2 separate regions of the Mus musculus genome follow, and region 1 is linked to region 2. Evidence: chromatin contacts called from public HiChIP or PLAC-seq data. All regions are on one chromosome and are shown on one strand. The core of a region is the stretch at or near the end of the contact, and the rest is flanking DNA. Distances in the headings are between cores, read along the strand shown.

Evidence for each region. HiChIP or PLAC-seq counts read pairs in DNA pulled down with a chosen protein or histone mark.
Region 1: a FOXA1 HiChIP or PLAC-seq map of pancreatic cancer cells shows a contact between it and region 2. The contact joins the enhancer-like site here to the promoter of Arhgap18 in region 2. A contact is called at or near these places in 5 of 39 promoter capture datasets (the 3T3-L1 cell line, the C10 cell line, embryonic stem cells and 1 more), 6 of 484 Hi-C or Micro-C datasets (the Patski cell line, cortical neurons, embryonic fibroblasts and 3 more), 1 of 115 datasets of contacts at active chromatin or transcription factors (pancreatic cancer cells) and 1 of 9 other capture datasets (liver).

The regions. Positions count from the first base shown.
Region 1 is chr10:26,994,256-26,999,253 of GRCm38.p6, reverse strand. All of the region lies in intron 58 of Lama2 (laminin, alpha 2), which reads left to right. Among named protein-coding and RNA genes, the nearest start is that of Gm40618, 15 kb to the right of the region's middle. Within about 2 kb of position 3,098, at least 78 of the 459 cell types and tissues checked have an H3K27ac peak or open chromatin away from gene starts, as enhancers often do. A contact at or near this core is called in embryonic fibroblasts and pancreatic cancer cells, where this site is marked.
Region 2 is chr10:26,769,959-26,775,239 of GRCm38.p6, reverse strand. It overlaps Arhgap18 (Rho GTPase activating protein 18), which reads right to left and starts at 2,728. Exons shown (of 15, transcript NM_176837.2): 1 at 2,544-2,728. The coding sequence starts at 2,656.

The sequences.
Region 1 (4,998 bases), core at 1,849-4,348, 220 kb before region 2:
TTATGATGATATAAATTTCAATGAGTGTGGTATTGAAACTTTGAAAAGTGGTACTTTATTTTTATGATATTTATCTTCACTTATGTACATTATTAGGGACATTTTTATCCCCGTCTTTACAAAAAGAAATGCATAGAGTCATCAATTAACAACTGGAAGGCTGTGGTCAAGTTGGGTGATTTCCCCCTGGGGTACTGCTGAGATCTGCTACATAGGTGCTTCCAACAAATGCAACAACTAGTTAACTCCTAATTAGTAATCATGTTTGGTCAAGCAAAACCTCTTGGACCTTCTCATCAGTAGTTCTCCATCTTTGTGTGTTTGTTTGTTTGGGATGGGATAGAGAAGGCCATTAGTGGCCTTTATTGAACACTTCATTTTTCCCTGTGAAATGAATAACTCAATTTATGCCTAGTACATTGTTAGCCATCCAAAGTTAGACAGCGCTTCCCTCATATTATCTTATCTGACAGTGCCAGAACCTAGCCAGCATCCCCCTTGTCCTTCTCTCTTATGATACAACTCATTTGTGTCTAGGATATCCCTGTATATTCTAAACAATTTCCTCTAAGGGGTCCCTCAAGCACATCACTCTAGCTTCTGAAGAGCACAGTTTTCAAAAATATGGAGACTTTTTTTTTTTTTTAAAGATTTATTTATTTATTATTATATGTAGTAAGCACACTGTAGCTGTCTTCAGATGCACCAGAAGAGGGCGTCAAATCTCATCCCGGGTGGTTGTGAACCACCATGTGGTTGCTGGGAATTGAACTCAGGACCTTCGGAAGAGCAGTCAGTGCTCTTACCCGCTGAGCCACCTCTCCAGCCCCAATGGAGACTTTTACAAATGAGTTTTCTTGGAGCCTCATATTCTAATTCTGGTTTTCATTTTCTCCTAGCAAGATGATTTGTTTTCAAAAACATAGCATTGCACTTAGTAGCTAAGCCAAGGGCTTGAGGAGAAGGTTAACCTCTTGATCAGGAAGAACCACATCGCTGGCAGAAGAGATCTTGGACATCCTAGCTCCTCTTTGCTTATGGTTTAATGTCTATGAATATTTGCTTGCATGTATGTATGTATGAGCACCACATGACACACGCAGCATTCAAAAAAATGTACTAGATCCGTTAGAACTGGAGGTAAGGACAGTTGTGAGTCATCATATGGATGCTGGAAATTGAACACAGGGTCCTCTGCAAGAAGAATAATGTTGTTCTAATCCATCTCTCCAGCACATAAGTGACCCCATAAGAGAAATTACAAAACGGTCTTGGATTATACTCACAAATAATAGAGCACCAAGCCACACCTGAATTGCCCCCCCCACATTGAATTAATTGAAGACTGTAGGGTCAGAATCATAGTTTTAGAACTTTCCAACTTCATGAAATTGTTTAAGACAGAGTCTTACTGTGTAGACCACACTGGTCTGAGACTCATAGGAGATTCACTAGCCTCTGCCTCTCAAGTGTTGAAGTTCAAGGCCTGTGCTACCATACCAAGCAGAATTTTAAAGATTCAGCTCCTATTTCATAATGATACATATTATCCAATTTAATTTGATTTACGTTTTCTCTTTGGGGGAAAAAAGGAGCCTTCTTTCTAAATGTGAATAAAAGTTAAGACAAAAAGTTACCTTAGTATTTTATTTTATAAAATATAATCATTGAGTGCGGAATATATGTAAGATTTATATCTTCATGGCAAACTAGGAAGGAACAGAGAAGGAGGAAGAGACCACCTGCCATTGATAGATGAGCTATGTAGGTGATATCCTGCTCCTGAAGTGATCCAACTAGCTTTGATGATCATTAGGTGAGGAATTACATACTGTCCATAAAACAGCTAGAAGCATGTCTAGCCTGTGGTGACAACCATCATGCTATCTCCTTTTGTGAGAACTAGGTGATGGAGACTTTCACACTTTCAGGGTAAACATAAGTACTGGGGGCGGGGGAGGGGGCAGATACTGAAATGTGTTCTCTTTGTAAGCAATTTCAAACTCAGGCATGAAATGCTTCTTAGATCTTGTTTTCAACATTTCAAGTTGGAATTTTTAAAATCATCACAGGTTCATCTTGGTGATGGTAACTTCTACCTACAAGCCCCATATTTCCTGACTGACAGGAGTTGTCTTTCTTGCCCACTTGTTCCTTCCTCACACTCTTCACCCCTAACTTTGCCAGCAGCTTATAATGTAAAGAAAGCATTCACTATGCTTCAGGCTAATTGAAGAGTATCCTGGGAAAAGGCCTGTGAAATGGATATGTCAATTCTGTGGTTATATGTGGTCTACCATCCTAGATTAGACTGTATTTTCTCCATGTTATCTTATCTCACAGAACTGGAGTCTAGTAGTCCCTTGTACTATCTCCCTGATTATTTAGCCCATTACTATCTGGGGAGAAAGACATCCCTGCTTATTATGTTTGTGGATATTACTCATCTACAATGATGGGGATGGAGTTGATAAGCATCTGGGCTTATCAATGCAGAAATGCATCAATATGTTCACATGGGATGAGTGGCTGCAGCATTGACTCCAAGCCTTTTTTTGATAAGCACAGTCCACAGGGATTGGCATACGACAAGTTGGTTGCATTTCTTTTATGTGAATCTTGCTGGAAAGTTGAATGTGGCACTTTCAGATTCTGGTAGAAATGAAGAGTTCAGATAAGGTTCTTAGAAAATTGAAGAGATGTGAGCTGAGAAGAAAAAAAAAAAGCAAAGCAAGAGAGAATGGTTCCTGCAGCAACGGGAGTGCCAGTATGCTAAAAGCTATAGATAGTCGAAGCCATAGGATAAGTCAGCCTTGGGCACTGACATGTATTGAAAGGGAAAACATATTCTCCACACCCCAGGTGGGGCCGTCTTATGACAAATCCCTGTAAATGACCAGTTCCACCAAGGAGCTCACATCCAAGGAGTTCACATGATTCAGTGAACAGCAGCAGGCATTGTATGCATCAGGACATCAAAGTCAGTGCTGAAAAAGTACCTATTTAGTATTCACCCACAAAGATCACCGAAGGAAAGCATCAGATGGGACTTTAGCCCACACTTATTAACGGGATCATTGACTCATGAAGGAAGGAAATTACACAATTTTTAGCATGACTCATCACTTGCTGCTCGTTTTGATAAATGCCGTTGGAATCTCTGCTCTACAGCTATCTAAACTCAAAGTCCACTTACCAAGAAATCATACATTGCTTTGAATTTGTTAATGAATTTACAAGTGTCAGCACTGCACCGGAATTAGAAATGACCACTGACCTGAACTTTTAACAGAGTGGGAAGGTTTGCTAGGACAACTGACCCCTCTCCTTGTGACTGTGACTGCAAGGAGCATGGCTTCCTTTCCAGCTACTTCAGTGACAAATACACTACTCTAGTAGGCTCCCCATATCCCTGTGTGCCTCAGAATTGTCACCTGCAAAGCAGAAACAAGCCATCCTGTCCTTTATCCCCTTTCCCCTGTGTGCTACATGTATTATGAAGCATCACCACCAGATGGCGGAAGTGTAACATGTTGAGATTGATTGAGGCTGGGTGTTTTTTTTTTTTAATTACTATTATTGCTGCTGTTATTGCTGTTTTAGCATTTTTCAGAGATTATTGTTTCCAAAACATAGGAAAAGCATGTCCTTGGGCCTAGAAGTGACGCGTATCCCTTACACCATGTTCCTCTTGTGTATATGAGTATGCTATATAATGACATAGGAGTCGAAGGACCTATGCTAAATCCTCTCTCCTCCAACTGAATGTGTTTATGAAATGACTGTCTAGAAAATCTGATAATATGTTCAAGGTGTGGGGGACTGCTGCTCAGCTGTGGCTCTGTTCAATAACTCTCCAGCTTACCAACAGTCATGTTGGCGCTGTATTGTGGAATGTCACATGACATTCCACAATACAGCGCCAATAAAACGCCCGTTATTCACAACTGCCATCTGTCCATTCTAGTAGCCATATTAAAATATGGCTTATATTAGCATATTATCTTAGCATATTATTTGGTGAATGACCAAGTGACTGTGGCAGCACTAACAGCAACATTACCCACAGGTAGATTTCTTCAGCCTGCACATTATTGTTCCGTAAGTCCATGGCATCCATTGATGTTATTAGTGTCTGTTTTCAGAGGTAAACATTTAGAGATGTTTTGGTGAAATTCTGTCCACAAGAACTCACAACATATGGAATCCTCTTGGAGAATTCTAAGGAAGGCTGCATACTACAGTATTTGCAAGAATGATTCTTGCTCTATTAATAGCCTTTTCGGGCCAGGACATTAAGTCACCATTTGAGCTTCTTTTGTTGGCCATGTAATAGCAAAGGCATTGCTGTGTGTTGTGAATAGATTATCCTGCCCTGCCCACTGGGCTTTTACATAGATGTATGAATTTCAGCCAGTCTTCTTTTTATAAATGACCATCTCCTGGGAGGCAAAAAAGTAACTACCTCCATAAAGACCAATTTTATAGCTTTCCTGAAACACTTTTAAGCCCTTTTGCCTGCTGTGGCATAATATAGGTCGCTTTTGACCAAGCTCAAGAGAAGAGAGAATGAGGCTTTTTCTCACATAAAGATGTCCCGAGTGCTGATAAGTCATGTCTGAGGTACTCTGTTGGAGAACACTCCTCACAAAAGCTTGCCCTAGGCTGTTTGAGAGGACCTACCTAGTCAGCACTGGCTGGGTCTGCCTCCCTCCCGAAGCCATTAAACTCAGATCTGAAAAGCTGATGAGTTCGTGCAAGGGTGCATGTTATTGTTATGAATTCTCACACACCCCAGGCTCTAAACAACTTCATCAGCCACCTGTACATCAAGCTAGCCTGTGAAAACAGAGAGTGTGGAGAAGGCTTGCGGCTTTGTCATTTGAAAAACCTTATTTCCTGAGCCATGCATTATAATCCAAGTCGCCAGGACTGGTTATGTGATTGGTGAGGCCATGTGCAAAGGGAAAATGCAGGGCCACTTCATCAAACATTATT
Region 2 (5,281 bases), core at 1,479-3,978:
AAAAAACACTGCAAAAAGAAAACATAAATCAGGATTCTCCAACTGGGAGGCTTCAAACAGGAGTGAGAGGAATTCTTCAATCTGGGATCCGGGAGTGAATTCTAATCGAGGTAATGTAATATAAGAAGTTCTATGATATCAGACTGCTCACCAAAGTATTAACTTCTCATCATCCTGAAAGGATGATTTGGCAAGAGAAAGTTAAAAATCAAAACATTTTCTATAAACATCTGAAATCATAAATATAACCCTTTATATTTTGCTGTTATATATAAAATATGAGTATATGCACATAACATATATATGTATATACATGTTATATATTATATACACATATAATTTAGAATAAATGAAATTCTTTGATAAACAAGGTCAGAATTTTGAGCTACCTCCCGCTACTTTTAAATAGATATGAGGACATGCAGGATCTAATTAGCCTCTTTATATGAGTTTCACTTCAGTTTTGTTTACAAAATAGGCATCAACAATCACTGAAATCTTGGAGCAACTTCGTAATGCTTAAACTACCAGCCAGCCAATCCACACATAGCCCCATCCATTATGGCCATCCTTAGGAGGTCACTACTAGCCCTATCTGTTCCACTGCTCAAATCCCCCCTCACTCCAGGAAGCCTTACTTCATGCCAACTCCAGTATCTTAACCTCTTCCAGGCTAAACAAGGAACCTCCCAAAGTTACACTGTGCTAGCTGATATGTTACTAAGCTTCAGGGTAAAAATTAATGAAGACTGCTTCCCCCTCCCCTCCTGCCTCAAACCAGTCTTTGACCTTCTCCCCACACCCCAGCATCACTACCTATCCCTCATGAAAAGGCAGTCCCAGAAAATGGTTGGTGAGCATTTTGGCGGCTAGCTGAAAGGTCTTTTACAGCCCATCTAGAGATGTGTCCTGACACATATCCAAGGCCTACTGCTCACCCTGTTTTCTCTGCCCACCTTGGCTCTGCTTCTGCAATAGCTGGAAACAACACAATACACACATTTGTTCCACCTGCTCAAGTCTAAACCTCCCACAACAAACTACAAACTTGCAAAGATGGATGGGAAAGAATGGCTACAGTTTCATGCACAAGCTTCCCCTAAGAGACTTTGCTACACCTGAGCGGGATTTCTGGAGTTTGAGTCTGAACAGTGGGATGAAGGTTGGGACCCAAAGTCCCAGCGCTTTTAATTCACTCTCACAACGGAGACCCAAGACTCAGCTCAGTCCTCAAGCCCACCCAGCCTGAAGCCAGTGACAAATGAAGAACTTGGGAGCTCACAGTTTGGGCTATTTTAACTGTCAGAAGGAAGACAAGCTAGGGCTGCTTACTGTTGGTTTGCTGTTGCTGGCTGCTTGCTGCTAAAAGATGAATATTTTACTGTCCTGCAGAAGCATGCATGGAAACGCTTGATAAATCTCAAAGGAAACAAAATGGTTACATGTGTAGCCCCAAAGCAACCACTCCCTTTGAACTTTGGAAATGAGTTTATCCAATGGCCTCCATACAGAGGGCAACAAGTAAGAAGCAAAGTTCCCCAGGCAAGGTCTAACCTTTCCTTTGATTTTTCACACGCCCCACGCGGTTAAGGATTTGGGAAACCAATGAAAGAAGGCATTCTTTTCTTTGGAAGGCACAGGCGTGAAGTACCCAGGAACAATAAAGTGTTCATTATCACCTTTAATATCAAGATGGAATTGGACTTACTGATAACTTTTTTTTTTCAATCTTCCAGGCCAATGTTTGCAATTTCTATCTAAGACTGGAGATTACTGGTTTCAGCTAGGGAGAAGGTCATTAAGGCGAGAAAGGAAGAGGCAGGGGAAAAACCAACCTTGAAAAACAGAACAAAGTACACAGAGAGGCAGAGAGGACTCTGCGACTCAATGGTCTATAGAACGTTTGCCCTATCTGCCTATAAAGTGATTTTACATTAACCACGCTCCTTCTACCAACAGAGTACTTACTGCCTGCTGACAAAAACTCCCCTTTGAAATCCCAAGAGTGCAGGGAGGGGTGTGTTTGGCTGTGCGAGTAATCTACACACACTGAAGAATGCGAACAGCACAGCCACAGGCCACTGACTTGGGCATTTTGCCCAAGCGGTCTGCTTTCAGAGAGAGGAGGAGGGTGCCACTCTCAAAACAGCAAGAAGAGTGACCAGCCTCCCTGCTATTTGGCAGACTTTCCCAGCTAACAGTTCCAGCGGCGTTTTGAGCCCATTCAAGAATTCCATCTCCCAGAGAGTGTTTCCGATACAGTCATTTGATCAGTCAGTATTTGCACATGCACCTGCTAAGCAACTGGTCGGAGCGCCACAGAGTCACCTCCCACACACCCCCGCCCCCGACTCCCCCCATCCTCCACTGGTAACCAGAAGGGCTCTTGCACTCGAGTAAATGAGATGCAAAGAACTAGCCAACCGCCTATGTTGCAGCGTCAGGTCAGGCTTCAAGTACAGAGGTGATTCTCTCCGCTCTTGACAACTTCCCTGTCACTTTGTTCCTTGGGCAGGTAGAGGGTTTTTGTTTTTCCTCCTTACCTGGAGGTGGCTTCGTCGCCTCCCTTTACATGGCTGTCCCCAGCGACCTGGTCCTTGCCGCTGGGGTGGTAAGCAGTTAGCACAACTCCCGAGGAACTCGATAGCCAGTTCATGGTGAGAGAAGGGGCATAATTTCTGGGATTCTGACACAGAGGGGAATGAAGTTCCTGTCTCGCCTGACCAACTTGCTCATTAGCAAGGGCCAGCCCCTCCCCTGTCCGGGCCAGCGATTCACAGGGAGAGAGGCGTGGCCTCTCCCGCAGAGCTTCCTGGCCCTGCAGTTACAGGCTGTGTGTGACTCACAGCTTTGTTTAAACCCGGCAATCCCAGGCTGCAGCAGCCGCCGCTGCAGCAGCAGCAGTTGTTAAGGGGGCCTGAGGAAACCGTGGTTAGGACAGAGTCTTTTCCCTTCCCCATGTGTTACTACTACCTGATTATTTCTGCTGCTTCGCATCACTCAAGGAAGGCATTCCTTAACCCCTTCAGGCATTCGACATTCACCACAGCCAAACCAAGAAGCCCAATCAAAGGTCACAATGCCATCTGGCCCACCAGAAAGGCTTTGCTTTCCGCTACAAAATATACTGTGTTATTGTGTGCCCTGCAATATCAAGCACACCTTTTTTTTTTTTTTTTTTTTTTTTTTTTTTTTTTTTTTTTTTTAATCAAACACTATTTGGGAAAAATAAACTTTAAACTGTCTACCTAATGCCTGTTAAAAGTTAACAGTCAGCTGGGCTTGGTAGCGCAGGCCTTTAATCCCAGCAGAGGCAGGCAGATTTTTGAGTTCGAGGCCAGCCTGGTCTACAGAGTTTTAGGACAGCCAGGGCTATACAGAGAAACCCTGTCTCGAAAAACCAAAAAAAAAAAAAAAAAGTTAATAGTCAAAATAAGAAGTTCCAACATTTGCTGAGAACCTATTACTTTCCAGTGGTGGGGTTGGGGGTATGCCCAAGAATACTCCAGCTTGTGCCAGACACAGATACACACACACACACACACACACACACACACACACACACACACAGAGAGAGAGAGAGAGAGAGAGAGAGAGAGAGAGAGAGAGAGAGAATATTATTAGAAAGAGTATAGCCAGTGGACAGGTGAAATATCTTGACCAAAATAAGATAGTAAGTGCCAGGAGATGCCCACCTAGATACCGCCTTGTTTAGTCAACTGAAAAAAGCAAGTTCAAACATCAGTTTTAAAAAATCATTTTCTGGGTTTCCTAGTCCTAAAAATTAAAAACAAAAATTCTTGCTCTTTGATATATGTGACAATCTCAATTGAAACATTTTGCTTGATATATATTTTATTATTTTACACACACACACACACAGAGACACACACACAACACACATTTAGATGAAATAGCCCTGGCTGGCCTGGAACTTTCTGTGTAGACCAGGCTGGTCTCAAACCATAGATTTTCCTATTTCTGTCCCCAAGTGCTATTCTTAGAACCATACCTTGCTGCTGCTGCTGCTGCTGCTGCTGCTGCTGTTGTTGTTGGGCTGGTTACTGATTTGCATGTTTGTGTGTCCCTCCAAGTGTTTGCTACAAATGTTCTGGTGCCCCAGAGGCTAGGGGAGACTGTCTGATTCCTCAGAGATGGAGTTATAAAGAAGTTGAAAGCTGCCCATCATAGTGCTAGGAACCAAATTCAGGTCATCTGGAAAAATAGCATATGCTTTTAACTACTGAGCCATCTTTCTAGCCCTGACTTTAGCCTTGAACTTGCTACCCAGTTGAGAACATTAAATTTGGGGATTCTCTGGACAAGTATATGCCAGTAGTCCTGCCAATTGCAACTGTGACTGTCAGTCTGTATGGGAGTGGGTGGGGAGACTGAACCCAGGCAAGGAAGCAACCAAAGGGTCTGAATCCCCAGTCACTAACTGAAATTCTTGCTTACCTTTGTGGTCACTCTTGGTTAACCGAGATAAAACTCCTCGATGCTTCTGATTTTGCCATTCTACACATATCTGGTTTATATTTTTCATTATTTAAGACTGAGAGATAACGTCATTCATATTTAAAATACCCATTGTCAGCTGGGTATGGTGATACATACCTTTAATCCCAGCACTGGGAGGCAAAGGCAGGTGCATCCAAGTTCAAGACCAGTCTGGGCCACACAGAGACCCTGTCTCAAAACAAACAAAAATAGACAACAACTACATAATATATCCACTGTCTTACTTGTGAAACATCAAGATCAAAAGCAACAAGGTGAGAAAAGGGTTCACTTGGATTACATATCCACATCAGGGAAACTGAGGCGGGAACTTAAACTGGGCAAGAACCTTGAGACAGGAGCTAATGCAGAGGCTGGGGAGAGTTACTACTTCCTGGCTCGCTCCATCTGATCTATTATAGAACCCAGGGCCACAGCTTAGGGATGGCACTGCCCACAATGGGCTGGGTCCTCCCCCATCAACCGCTGATTAAGAAAACGCCCTGCAGGGTTGCCTGCATTCATATCAAATCGTCTGCAGGCATAATACTGCCTGGAACAGGAGTCACATACAGCTGCCACCGTGTTCGTGCTATAAGTCAAACTAATGTCCTCTGGAAGAGCCATCGGTGCTCAGGACTGCTGAGCTATCATCCTGGCCCTTTCAAATATGTACTTCTTTTCAAAAATGTCTTTTCTGTTATGTCACTGTGAACTCACACACAATGCTCCTTTTAAAAGACACTGCCCAGACTGGAGAGATGGCTTAGCGGTTAAGAGC